2 separate regions of the Rattus norvegicus genome follow, and region 1 is linked to region 2. Evidence: chromatin contacts called from public Hi-C data. All regions are on one chromosome and are shown on one strand. The core of a region is the stretch at or near the end of the contact, and the rest is flanking DNA. Distances in the headings are between cores, read along the strand shown. Region 1 holds the start of Cstl1 (cystatin-like 1). Region 2 holds the start of Thbd (thrombomodulin).

The links. Hi-C and Micro-C count contacts between places; a contact is called where the count stands out from the background.
Region 1: a contact with region 2 is called in a Hi-C map of Schwann cells, with 4 times the contacts expected there. The contact joins the promoter of Cstl1 here to the promoter of Thbd in region 2. A contact is called at or near these places in 3 of 12 Hi-C or Micro-C datasets (Schwann cells, liver and psoas muscle).

The regions. Positions count from the first base shown.
Region 1 is chr3:156,649,860-156,656,704 of GRCr8, reverse strand. It overlaps Cstl1 (cystatin-like 1), which reads right to left and starts at 3,653. Exons shown (of 4, transcript NM_001106522.1): 1 at 3,614-3,653; 2 at 2,891-3,233. The coding sequence starts at 3,118.
Region 2 is chr3:156,316,209-156,323,278 of GRCr8, reverse strand. Thbd (thrombomodulin) reads left to right here and starts at 3,101. Exons shown (of 1, transcript NM_031771.2): 1 at 3,101-6,753. The coding sequence starts at 3,254. The coding sequence ends at 4,987.

The sequences.
Region 1 (6,845 bases), core at 2,404-4,903, 330 kb before region 2:
TGGTACGCTTCTATACAAACCCTTGAAGGCAGAAGAACACTGATACACATAAAAAATAGAAGTCTTTAAAAAATTATAGTTTAGGAGTCAAACTGATTCTAGCCATTCGCTCCCCATGTATTAGCTCTGAAACCTTGAGAAAATAACCTAGCAGCCTCCGTTTGCAAGGTCCACGTAAGCATTCAAGCTGTTTGTGGAGTCTGTGGGCAAAACAGAAGCACTAACACCAAAAAAAAAAAAAAACCCAAGTTACTATGTAGATACTTCCTCCCGATCGAAGCATTTCCTCTGGAGAGTGGAGGTTAGCTTCTAAGATTCAGGAACCAAATGAAGTAAGATCAGAAGGCTTCCTACCCAAGGGGATTAAGGAGAGTTTGGGGCTTGGCGAGCCACCTGTACCACCTGTGGGAACTTCTGACATACCATCATCGTCCCGAGTCATCACACTTACTAGAGTAGGCTTTTCAGTGATACAGCTGTCATTGAGTCACCCATGTTCCCCTTAAGAGTTTACTCATTAGTAAACTAAGCTAGACGTTCTTAATCATTGCTTTGGTCTGTTGTTGGTTCCCTATCTGTAGTAAGTAGATGTTTGCTGCTCAGGCCCCCACACACACACCAGGAAAAGCCACACAAGGGTATCCTAAGGATTCTTAAGTGATTAAATGTTTCTGCCAAAGTGTGTGGAGCAGCTATGACACCTGGAGAGCCAAGGACAGAAGAACAGCTTGTGCTGAAGACCTTGCTTTCTCTCCCAGGAGTTTTCCACTTGATATGATACCCCCTGTTCCCTGAATCTGTTTTCTCCTGGGGCAGTGGACAGTGTGAGATGATGATGTGCTGACTAGGTAAGGCAGAGAGAATACCAGCCAGGGCCAGCTCCCAGGGTGCATCTGTCTTCTTTTACTCATGTTCAAACCTAAGGCTGTGAAGACTAAGAAGGCAGCGAGGTGGTGGTGGTGGAGGGGCTGGGAAGGCCTGTGTAGAGAAGAAGCCCTACACATGGAATAAAACGCTAAGGAAATATGGTGGCTATTGACCCAGGTCTGGCACCTCAGAAGAAGGTATACATTAGAGGGATCTACGTATAGTGGAGAGAAACTCTTGGGAGCCTGCTGATTCTTGTGCCCAAATGTCAGTGGTTCAACCTAATGAGACAGTAAGTCTGCCTAGGGAAAATGCAGGCAGAAAATGCACCTTGATCCTGGTTGAAAGATTCCCATAGAAAAAAATCTAAGGCCAGATCCCAGGGCAATTGCTCATGGCTGCACTGTGAACACAATCTCAGTACTAGCCTGGAAATCCCTAGAGTGCGGGTGCTCCTCTGCTGTCATCAAGGGGCTATTCTACTTGTGCACCGGGACGTTGTAGAACTGTGCCAACCACTGTCACACTGCCTGGCCATCGGCAGGTTTATGTAGGAGAAACCTAAAACATGCATGTCTTTAAACTTCCTATCAGTCTCGATGACTCACTTAGAACACAAATCAGTACATTTTAACACATGCCACTAGGTGGCAGCATTGTGCTAAATTGTTACTGTTCTGACTCATTTTGCCTCTGAAGAAGCAATACGAAAGAGTCTAGATAACGTCTAACCAAGATTCCCACGACTGGGGACAACTGAAAGGTGAAACCAGGCCCATAGCTTACCATACATGTCTACTACTCCCCCTTGGCAGTATTGAGACTTTCGAAGTCACATCTAGATATTGAGATATCGGGAAACCTGTGTCCATGATCCTCTCTTTCCAAGTGACAGGCCCATATTGTTCGCTTATCACTTTGAATAACTTCAAGTTTGCACATAACATTTAAAAACTTTTCTTGACTAGTTAACTGTTAATGGTAGAAGGTTGATTTCACAGGTTATCTCGGTATCTCAATTAGAGCTTAAGGAAACCGATCAAAGTGAAGACAAATGAGGACAGTGCCATCTTGTGATCATAGCACAAAATACCAAGGAAGCCCCTGGACTGTGTCAGGATTAAGGAATCCATTGTCCTGGTTATCAAACTTTGCCCACCCTGCCCCATGCATTCCCCCCTTGCTGTTAACTCCTGTTCCATCTGCCTCCCATTGTCTCTGACTAGTAGCCTTTTCTCATAGTGAACGATTTCTTCTCCAAACTGTCTAGCTGAGATGCAATATTGTTTCCATAGTTTACTATCTGACCTTAAGGAAACATTGGATCAATAGTTTTCAAGCAACTGCTTTCCTCTACCGCCTTTCAGCTAATATGGTAAGTCACAAGAATGCTGTGTGTAAAACGAAAAAGAAGGTGCAATGACACAGAAGTGTAATCCTAGCACTCACAAGCCAGGAGCCTGAGGATGGATAGATACGGGCCAGCCAAGGCTAACTACAGGGACTGTGCCTCAAACGGAGTAGAACTGATCTGACTGAAGCTGCTTGCCCATTCCCTGTCCCTACTGCTCTAACCAAAGACTTGTTGTTCTAAATGTCTCAAATCCTAATTTACAGTCCTAGACAGTGAGGGTGTGGGGGGGGGATGCTGTTGGAAATAAGAAATCTACAGAGAGTGTTTATGGTTTTTCCAGATAATATCATTAAAAAGAAAGCAAAGACATCCCCATGCTGCCCTCTGGTATGCAAAACGAAATGCAATTTCTCCCATAGAACAATGGAGAATGGCAACAGGTCAACTTTTGGTCAAGAAGAAGGGTGTAAGGGTTAGCCTCCAGCCTAAGGCCAGCCTATGACACATGGCTGTGGTGACCAAGTGAGCTGCTTAACTCAGAGATATCACGTGCACCCATTGCATGTGAAGCTACCTAGGGAGTTGCCGGTACTTGGTTATAGAAAATCCCCACATGTCTCAAGGAGCAGGATGGGGCTTGTGTCGATGTCTGGGAAAGAAAGCACAAACCTGCATCTGACTGTGAATTAGCTTCTGAACTTGAAACAAGTAGGAGTCATTGCTTGCGTTGTTGTAAGACTGGATGAAGAAATGGAGTGTCGAGTTGATGTTTTTCTGGCTCGTGGCCTTCTCCTTGAAGCCCCCCCACCTCTGGATGTGATTCACCTTGGCCATGACAACCACAGTCACCAGCAGTAGCAGCAAGGGAATCCTCAAGCCTCTAACCTTCATCTCCATGGCTACAGAAGGCACTTATGTATAGTGTTGCCAGTTTGGGAGTGCAGCAACAGTTCTCTCAGTCTTCCACAGCAGTCTTCCGGCATTGGCTTCCTGGGAGAGAGCTTCACGTATGCTAAAGCAGAGATTAAGACACTGAGGTCATTCTTCCAAGGTGCTAAGGACACTCTCCGTGGAAAGCTTCCCAAGGGCCACAACAGTGTTCTTTAGCAGTGCAGGTTAAGGGGTTGTCTCTGCACACATGCCAAGTCATGAGAGAGTCCCTATCCTTGACTGCGCATATAGTATGATCCCAAGAAGAGATTTCAGAGCTACACAATAAAAAATGCTGTAGTGGACAGAGGGCACTATGTATGGGAGCAGTTGAAAGTTTATAGAATAAGTCATATTTGAACTGAGACAAAGGACTATGTGGAACCTGGAGTAGTACATTCTAAACTACCTTACCAAGCCACCAGCATCCCCATGTTTCCTCAGTGAGGTCCCCTTACTCACCTGCCTCCCACCAGTCACAGATTTCTCTCTGGTCTTTCCCACTGTGCTGGCAGGTTCCCAGGCTATCCCTTGTAATCCTGTTGTGACCCAGCAGAGCTTTGTGAGGTAACCCCAAGCTCCCCATGTGAAATCAGCCAAGAGTCTTACTCAGAAATTAACGCTGCAGGGGTGCGACCTATATGTAGAAACTCATTACAGTACCCTAGTTTTTTGCACCAGAAAAAGAATAGTAGTAAAAGAATCAACAAAATCTTGGACTAGAGAGATGGCCCAGTGCCAGCATAAGGATCTGAGCTTAGATCCTCAGCACCCACATAAAAGTCAGATTTAGCAGTGAAGCCTAGTAGCCGTGGTGATGGAAAGCAAATGTGGGTGGGTCCCAGGGCCTCACCTGTCAGTGCAGCCAAAATGCTAAGTCTAGCTTCATTAAGAAACCTAGTCTCAAAAATAATACAGTAATGCCATAAAACATTCCAGTACAACCTCTACACAAGTGCGCACACACACACACGCACATGCACACACACACACATGCCCATACACCACAATCCAGATGAAGTCTAGTGATTGTATTGTCAAATGCTAACTTTTTAGTTTTACATTTGTACTGGGATTATGTCCATGTTTCAGGAGGTTAAAGGCCTAGTAGAGGTTCTATGGGCTTTCTGTTTGTTTGAGATTTTTTTCAGCCTTTTCATAAGTCTCATTATTTCCAAATTAAAATGTTAAAAATGAAAACTAGTCATTGAGATACAGAGTGATATGGCAGACAACACACATAATCTTATTATCCAGCTGTAATCTGGAGATTAAAGCTGTGCTGGGATTAAAGCTGTGCGCCCCACATCTAAATCTCTGTATATGAAACGGGATGGATCTTGTGTCCAGCACTGGAGATTTCTCAAAATCGTCTGAGATTCTTCCCTGAGTCTGATTCACATGATGGATCCATTGTCTGATGAGCCCCTAGACCTAGTCCAAGTTCCATTGTGTCCCCCCATTGTGACAGTTTATAGTACTGTTTGGACACACCATGGCATCCAGATTGTGCTCCATAGAGTACTAGAATCTGTCGAGCTCCAGACATGGGAGCGTTAGAACACTCTAAGTTGGATCAGCCAAAGTCACTACAAAAGGAGATGTCTCATCTAGACCCTAATCCCTACCTTTCACCTCTGTATTACAAATGACTTGCTAAGTAAACTCTGCTACTTGGATGGGGAAAGAATTCTACTTATTGGCAATTCAACAAACTCTATTAATTAAGCTAAATATAACCAACAAAATTGGATTGCTATGTGACAGCAGAAGGACAGGAAGGGTATAAAACATTCTGTGTAACTGAACTTGGGGCTCAGTTCTTTCTTTCTATTATATATTTTAATTTTTTAGTTTACATAAATGAGTGTTTTGCCTGAATGTACATGTGTGTTCCATTTGTGTGTTTGATGTCTGACAAAATCAGAAGAGGATTTCAGAGTCCCATGAACTAGAGTTACAGACGGTTGTGAACCAGAGAATACAGGACTTCTCTGCAAAAGTGACAAGTACTCTTAACAAATGAACCATCTCTCCAGCCCTGGGACTCAGCTTTTTAACCACTCCTCTACTGAGCCTGTGAGTATGTAAAAACTACACAATAAAACTGCATAAATAAGGCCTCATTTGTGGTAGCCAGAAGATGGAAACAACCAGATGTCCCATGACAGAAAGAAGGATGGATACAGAAAATGTGGTTCATTTACACAATGGAATACTACTCAGTTATTAAAAACAAGGACATCCTGAATTTTGCAAGCAAATGGGTGGAACTTGAAAATGTCATCCTGAATGAGGTAACCCAGAACTAAAAGAACATGCACAGCATGTTCTCACTAATACGTGAATATTAGCCAAAAAAATAAAAAGTACAGAATACCCAAGATACAGTCCACAGAACTCAAAAAGGTCAACAAGCTGAAGGGCCCAAGTGAGGACACCTCAGTCCCACTTGGGAGGGAGAAGAAAGCAACCACAAGGGGAGAGGGATGGAGGGACAGGGGAGGGAAAAGGAATAGGGTTTGGGGAGAGAGGAACATGATCTGGAATTAGGTTGGGGGAAAGGACTGAAGCCCAGAGGGCCAGGAGAAAGAATGGAAACAGGCAAACACAGGAGGAAGGAGGTTGGGAAGACACTCTAGAATGTACCAGAGACCTGGGAGGTGAGAGACTCTCAGGACTCAAAGGGTGGACCCTAGATGAATGGCCCTACAGTGATGAGAGAGAACTTATTGAATCCACCTCCAGCAGAAAGTCAGGGTGACGGTTAGGGTTGCTTTCCCACAGCCAAAGCTGTGACCCATAATTCTTCCTGTCTGAAAGAAATGCAGGAATGGAAATGGAGAGGATCATGAGGAAAAGAAGGTCCAGCGACAGGCCCAAAGTGGATTCCAGATGAAGGGAAGGCCCCCAAACCTGACACTATTACTAAAGCTATGGGGCAGTCACAAAAAGGGACCTACCATGACTGTTCTCCAAAAGACCCAACAAGTAGCTGAAAGAGTCAGACGCAGATATGTGCACCCAACCAACAAACAGAAGCTGCTAACCCCTCTGGTTGAATTAGGGAAAAGCTGGAGGAAGCTAAGGAGGAGGGCGACCCTGTAGGAGGACCAGCAGTCTCAATTAGCCTGCAGTCCTGAGATCTCTCAGACACTGGATCACCAACCAGGCAGCATACACCAGCTGAGATGAGGCCTCCAACACATAGACAGCAGAGGACTCCCAGACTGAGTTCAGTCAGAGAAGATGCAACTAACCCTCAAGAGACTTAGGCCCCAGGGAGTTTAGAGTGTGGTAGAGTGGGTGGAGATGGGGGGTCGAGTGCGACGGGGGGATGCAGGGAAGGAGGTATGGGGTGTGGAACCCTCACAGGAGTAGACCAGGAGGGGAATAACAAATAAATACATTAATTAATTAATTAATTAATTAATTAAAAAACCTGCTTCCTGCGTCATGTCAGTGTAGGCATCTTGTTTCCTGACCCAGTTTTTCTGAACAATACCAGAAAGATCCATGATATGGAGGAGAAAATAGATATTTATTTAAGCCATGGAATGAATAAAAGAGAAATAACTGGCCTATTTGCATCAATGGAATATAGAATAAATGAGCAGTGTTTTAATGTCCAAGAATTAAGTGGATTCATTGTCTGATGAGCCCCTGACCCTAGTCCAAGCTCTTTGTGGAATAA
Region 2 (7,070 bases), core at 1,852-4,351:
ATATCCACCTGCTGTCTGCAAGACATTGTAGAAATGGCATTGTTTCTGATATGGAAGGACCAGAGCCCCTTTATTTGTACCTAGACAACCTCTCCCATCACTAAGTTTTCTGTGTAGAAGTCCCAACACTTTGCAATAGTGTGGTTACATTTTCCATTAGACTCCCCACCACTATTGTTAACAGTTTCCTCCTAGATTAAAACATTCCATTCTGCAGGGAAGCTCCTTAAACAAGAAAGTAGACAACTAGAAATAGTTTCAGGAAGTCCCTGAAAGTAACTAAATTTACTAGGCTAATTCTGGCCAGAATAAGCAATAAAAGCTGAGAGTCCCTTTCAGATGAGTGGAGTCAAGACTTTGAGATCAAATCAGCTAACTGCTTGGAAGAGGTTTAGAACAACAGAGTTACCTGGAAAGGACACTCTCCAAATTGTTGAGTTCCCTGCAGGTCATGCAATGTTCTCTAGGTTGCTAGCTTTGTGAGCTGTCATACACGCTGAGGTGGGCTTTTGTGAGGCAGCCTGCCTGTGTTTGAGTCATTTCTGCACTAGTAAGAAATCCAAGTAAAAACACTGGTTTACCAAGTTGGACTTTGGGGGTATCCATAATCTGGTCTGTCATGGGTTCCCTATCTAGGGTGAGTAGGCATGTGTGTTGCATCTCCCTAGGAAACATTTTGTCATCAAGAGCCACCAAAGATGGAGGTGAATCCCTCCAAGACTCCAACCAGTTTTTACCCATACTCAGGGCTGCTGTGCTGGTTAGTCATGCCAAACTGGCACAAGGTGGTCATTTGGGAGGAAGAGAACCTCAGTTGCAAATATTCTTCCAGCAGATTGGCCTGTAGGTAAGCCCATGATGCACCTTCTTGACTGATAACTGATATGGGAGGGCCCATCTCCTTGTGGGAAGTGCCACTCTTAGGCTGGTGGTCCTGGGTGATATAAGAAGTCAGGCTGAGCAAGCCACGAGGAGCAAGACAGTAAGCAGCACTCCGCTATGCCCTCTGTGTTAGCTCCTGCCCTTAGATGCATACCCTGAGTCCTCTGGATAATGAACCTTAAGCAGTAAGATGAAATAAACCCCTTTCTTCCAAAGTTGCTTTTGGTCATGGTGTTTTATCACAGCCAAAGACACTCTAATTAAGACAGCTAGCATGTTGAGAATTCCCGAATCAGGAGGGTAACCACCTTTTAATTCTGTGCTCTCAGCACTGAGTAATCAATCCCACTAGTTCACACTCTGCAGACAGTCCAGCTGGTCCATGCCCTGTTGTCTTCTACCTATCCGATATCCCTACTCTGAACAGTGCCCCTGGAGGTCCCATCCCACATGAGAAAGCTGCTTCCTCCTCTAAAGGCTATCTCCACTGTCCAATCCCTGGCCATTCTCTTCTCTTTCCCAGGACCCAGGTGTAACCGTATTCATTCCCAGAACTTAAAAGAGTGGCATCCATTCACTGCTCTGGTGTTTTCCTTACTGAGAGCTGAGGCAGCTTTGACCCAATAAAGACAAGTTCAGCCAATGGGATGGTGGACTGTACCGGTTTCAGCTCTGGCTTGACAGAGCCAGAGTCCCTCATAGGCAAGCAGATGGAGGATGTTTCACCTGCTTCTTTTTACTGTTTCAGTGCTTTCATCCCACCCTCTTGGCCACAGGTCCATCCGTGTATGTTTTCTCCACACGAGGACATCACAGCCTTCTGTTCTCATCTAAAGTCTGAGCTGTACTGGATCAGAGAAGCTATTTATTAGTAAGTCGTGGGAACTACGCAGGGCTTCCCACAGACGAATTTCCTAACCTCAGGCTAGGCTCCAGGCAGCCCACACTTCTCAGTAGCAGTTATAGTAATGCACCACTGTCCTTGGATTGGTCTAGAGTTCAACAGCACCGCCTCCTGGCAGTTGGGTGGAAGTGACAGCCGCGGGGTGTAGGGCGCGAGTAGGGAAGATGAGGGAGGTGGGGACGAGGTGGCTAAGCTTTGATTTGGACACAGCCCTCCCCATTCTTGGTGAGTGCTTAAGCGGATAAGTCATTAAGTGACAGATTTCCATCCGCCCCTCCCAGCTGCCCACAGGACCCTCCTCTTCAGTGCCGATTGTGAGCAAATGGACTGTAGGCATCTCTATCTTTTGAGACTCTCAAATGACAATGGAAGTGATCACCTCCAAAGGAACCAAGTAGAATCCATTGTAGCTCATATCACCTCCTTGCTGTGGTCCCGGGCCAGTTTCACTAAGGGGTTTGAGATAGGTTTGGAGGAAAACGAAACAGAACAAAACCAGAACAAAGGAACGCAACACACCTTTCCCAGAGAATTCTGGAGGAATTCAAGTGGGAAAGGGGGCCCTGATCTCTGAACCCATACAACACTTGCACGACATTCTCAAGCAACTAGATAGGGTCTGGCCTTGGCGATGCCTGCCCAAGATCAGGGGATTGCTGTCCAGATGTCAGAATGGAGAAGAATGGAGAAGGCTTTGAGGTTATTAGACCACTCCATCCTCTTGCTGCCCTAGTATAATTTCCCGGCCTCTTCTAAGGTCATTTGGGACCCAACCCCTCTGCTAGTCACAGCAGCCAGGCTTCCTGAGCTCCCATCAGGGATCTAGCTAATCCTTCTCAGAGTCTTGCAAGTCTCAGACACACCCTCTACCAGACTCTTCCTTTTTTTCCCCCCTGCCCCAACTACCAGGCCATCCTCCAAACTCTGGTAGCATCTATAGGGAAGTGTGTGTGTGTACGTGTGCGTTTGCTTGTGTACGTGTGTAGAGGTTTAAAGACAGGCTACCCGTGGGCTATACCGGAGAGTCTGGGACGGGAACTGTCGACTTGCTGACACAATTCAGTTCTGTGGTGGCGCCTGCAGGCCACGCCCTAGGGCCTCCCTACGCCCAGACAGTGTTTTTAACTCTTCGCACAGAGGTGATCCCAGGCTGGAGGGCGGGCACAAGGCGTCCGGAGAACCCAGTAATCCGAGAACGCAGCATCAGCCCTTCCCACTAGGCACTTCCTTCCTTTTCCCGAACCTCCAGAGAGGGAGGGCCGCGCATTTATAAACTGGAGCCTCAGCTGAGTGGCATGTCAGAGGCTGCCTCGCAGGGACTACGAACCTGGGCTAGAAAAGTCTAGGCTGAGACAGAGGCTAACTGCTGTCGCCGCAGACGTACGAAACCCTCTGCCGGGACTGGGTGCCTGCACCATCGCAGTGCTAGCGTTTTCTCGTAGCTTGCACGGTGTTCTCCTGAACAGCATGCTTGGGGTTTTCCTTCTGGGTGTGCTGGCTCCAGCTGGCCTGGGGATCTCTGCACTAGCCAAGCTGCAGCCCAAAGGCAGTCAATGCGTGGGGAATGAGTGCTTCGCGCTTTTCCAGGACCCCGTGACCTTCCTCGATGCCAGCCAGGCCTGCCAGCGCCTGCAGGGACATTTGATGACAGTGCGCTCCTCGGTGGCTGCGGATGTCATCTCCCTTCTGGTGAGCGACAGTAGTATGGACTCACGGCCCTGGATCGGTTTACAGCTCCCTCAGGGCTGTGGTGACCCGGTGCATCTCGGGCCCCTGCGCGGCTTCCAGTGGGTTACTGGGGATAACCACACCAGTTACAGCAGGTGGGCGCGGCCCAACGACCAGTCGCCTCCACTTTGCGGTCCGCTGTGCGTCACGGTCTCAACAGCAACAGAAGCTGCACCAGGCGAGCCGGCCTGGGAAGAGAAGCCGTGCGAGAACGAGACCAAGGGTTTTCTCTGCGAGTTTTACTTCGCAGCTTTCTGCAGGCCTTTACGGGTGAATACCCGAGATCCTGAGGGTGCCCACATCTCTAGCACCTACAATACCCCATTGGGGGTCAGCGGCGCGGATTTTCAGACGCTGCCGATAGGCAGTTCTGCTACCGTGGCGCCCTTTGGCTTGGAGCTGGTGTGCAGGGCCCTGCCCGGAACTTCAGAGGGACACTGGACTCGGGAAGTGACAGGAGCTTGGAACTGCAGCGTGGAGAATGGTGGCTGCGAGTACATGTGCAACAGGAGCGCTAACGGACCCAGATGCGTCTGCCCCAGCGGCGGGGACCTGCAGGCTGATGGCCGTTCGTGCGCAAAACCTGTGGCTCAATTGTGCAACGAACTCTGCCAGCATTTTTGCGTCAACAACTCTGATGTGCCAGGCTCTTATTCCTGTATGTGCGAAACAGGCTACCAGTTGGCGGCAGACGGACATCGGTGTGAGGACGTGGATGACTGTAAGCAGGGGCCCAATCCATGCCCTCAGCTCTGTTCTAACACCGAGGGCGGCTTCGAATGCCGCTGCTATGATGGCTATGAGTTGGTGGACGGAGAGTGCGTGGAGCAACTGGATCCGTGCTTCAGATCTAAATGCGAGTATCAGTGCCAGCCAGTAAACTCCACGCACTACAATTGCATCTGTGCTGAGGGCTTCGCACCTAAGCTGGATGATCCCGACAGGTGCGAAATGTTCTGCAATGAAACTTCGTGCCCAGCAGACTGTGACCCCAACTCCCCAAGCTTTTGTCAATGCCCTGAGGGCTTCATCCTGGACGAGGGTTCCATATGCACAGACATTGATGAGTGCAGTCAAGGCGAATGCCTCACCAATGAATGTCGAAACCTTCCTGGCTCCTATGAGTGCATCTGCGGACCTGACACAGCCCTTGCTGGTCAGATTAGCAAGGACTGTGACCCCATCCCTGTTCTGGAGGACTCAGAGGATGGTGGCTCTGGGGAGCACCCATCAAGCAATCCGACGGTAGTCTCTTCGACAGTTCCCCCTTCTGCAAGACCAATGCACTCTGGTGTGCTCATTGGGATCTCCATTGCCAGCCTGTCCCTGGTGGTGGCGCTTTTGGCGCTTCTTTGTCACCTGCGCAAGAAGCAGGGCACTGCTCGCGCAGAGCTGGAGTACAAGTGTACCTCTTCAGCCAAGGAGGTAGTACTGCAGCACGTGAGGACTGATCGGACGCTGCAGAAGTTCTGAGGGATTTACTCCAGAGACCAAGGTGGCCTTTGTCTTTCCGGGCTCTGTACCTCTCCTTTCTCTCTCTTCAGCCTCCCAGCTGTGCTCTCTGGCAATGTAAAAGCATTCTGGCTGGTATAATAACCAGAGAAGAGCTCATCCTCTTATGACAAGCGAGGGTAGGGAGGACTTGAAGCCGGAGAGCCCAGTTTCTTCCAAGTAGAGACTGGACAACTGGGCGGAGGTGACAAATACAGTGAAGATCCCAGAGTGTCCCAGTCCCTCACCTCGGGGTGCAGGATGTGTGGGTGCTGCTGATCTGTAGGCTTGGAGGCAAACCTTGACCCTATGGACTGGAGATGACCCAGATATTTATTTTTTTAAAAGTATTTAGTATTTTCTTCCCTTCAGCTTTATTCTGCTTGTAAGTCTCCAGTCCCTCACCCTTTTCTGTGTCCCTCCATTCCTTTCCCTCCCCTCCCCCTCTCCATCATTCTCCTCCCCGAACCTGATCATAGTTTGCCTTTACCCTTGTCTCCAAACTCTTATGTGAAACAGAAAAAAAAAAAACACTAAACGCAGAAAAATATTTTTTTTCGCTAGCTTTGGCAATTTAATCGGGGATTTCAGGTAACCAGAGCAAAAGAATTTAAACAAAAGTTAAAATGTTTCAACTGAACACTAACTAGTTAATAGTGCTGGAATATCACAGAATTTAAACTCAAGGAAGTAGGGTTTTGATTTTTTTTAATCTTTGTTTTTGAAAGGGTGAGCCTGGGTTTTATGATTGTTGCTGTTGTTTTTTTTTTATTTAGAATGACAAAAGAGGTAATAATTATTAAACTTTTTATGCCGGCTTCTACAGTGTTATTAATTTTTGACAGTGTTTCAAATGTGCAGAGGATCCTTTGTCCAACCCTTTGACATTCCAATAGGACATTGCCATCTTCAGACATATTGGGCCACATTCATAGCTATCCAAGAATGTATGTGGTCCTTAGCCTGGACATATCTGAGACGGATGGATGGAAGCATCTTCCAGTAAAGCTTGAGCTGTATGCTTCGTGCCTGGCTGACTCTCCACTGTGTTTGCCATTTGTAGTCCCAAAATAAAAGCAATGTGCTGCTTAGGGAGATATGGCAACTTGGGAAAGGAGTCTGGGGGGTGACTAGATGGGACTTTGCTTTAATGAAACTCTGGAACGATATCTTGTACTTCAGAGAGATCTACTAGCCCTGGCCTATACACAAGAATTGGGACCTCCCTTGGGATCTGGCTAGAATTGCAAAATCCTAACCCCCACCCTACCCCACTCCCACCCCAGTGAGCCAGTTCATAAGAAGCTGCATTTTGACAACATCCACAGGGCATTGTCCAGTCATTTCAGGACAACTGGTCTAAAGAGTTTCCAACTTCTTGAGAACATTTAAATGTCACTTAATAATAAGTAGCAGGCCATATGCAGGCCATTTTTTAATAAAGAAACTGAGGAATTTTCTCTGCATAGCTTTGCTTTCTGGATAAAATAAAAGGACCAGGTACATGCCTCTAGATATTGGCATACAGAGTCCAGAAGGGTTTTGTTTTAAGTAAGCTAGGAATGAGTTCATATGTCAGTGTAAGGAACAAATGTATCATATGTGTATCTTTTGTGAAGAAAAGGTTTTCTTTACTGTTTTGTAGGCTCAGCATATCTGTACATATTTATTTATTGGAGTTTAGCTAGAACACAAGCAAAGCCTTTGCTTATGACGTCACGTGTATAAAATAAATAGATTACAATGTACCGATGGGTGTCTCCTTCCTTTCTCTCCTCCAAGTCCCTTCATTTTTAAATCTTATTTTATACTCAGAAACAATGCCAACTGCAGGAGATACATTCCAGGCTGGACTGCATCTTTACGGCCTACCAATAGGCCGCCCAATCTCTGACGTTGCCTTCCAAGAGGAGGCTCTTTTCCATGTAACAGGAGTTTGTTACCTTTGTATGCACAGATATTTTTTTTTTATGTGTATGACCGTAGCAACCTTATATTGGAGGCCTCGTGTCTGTGTTTTCAGACACACTCTAGGATCTGAGGGAATCTTTAGCCTCCCAACTGA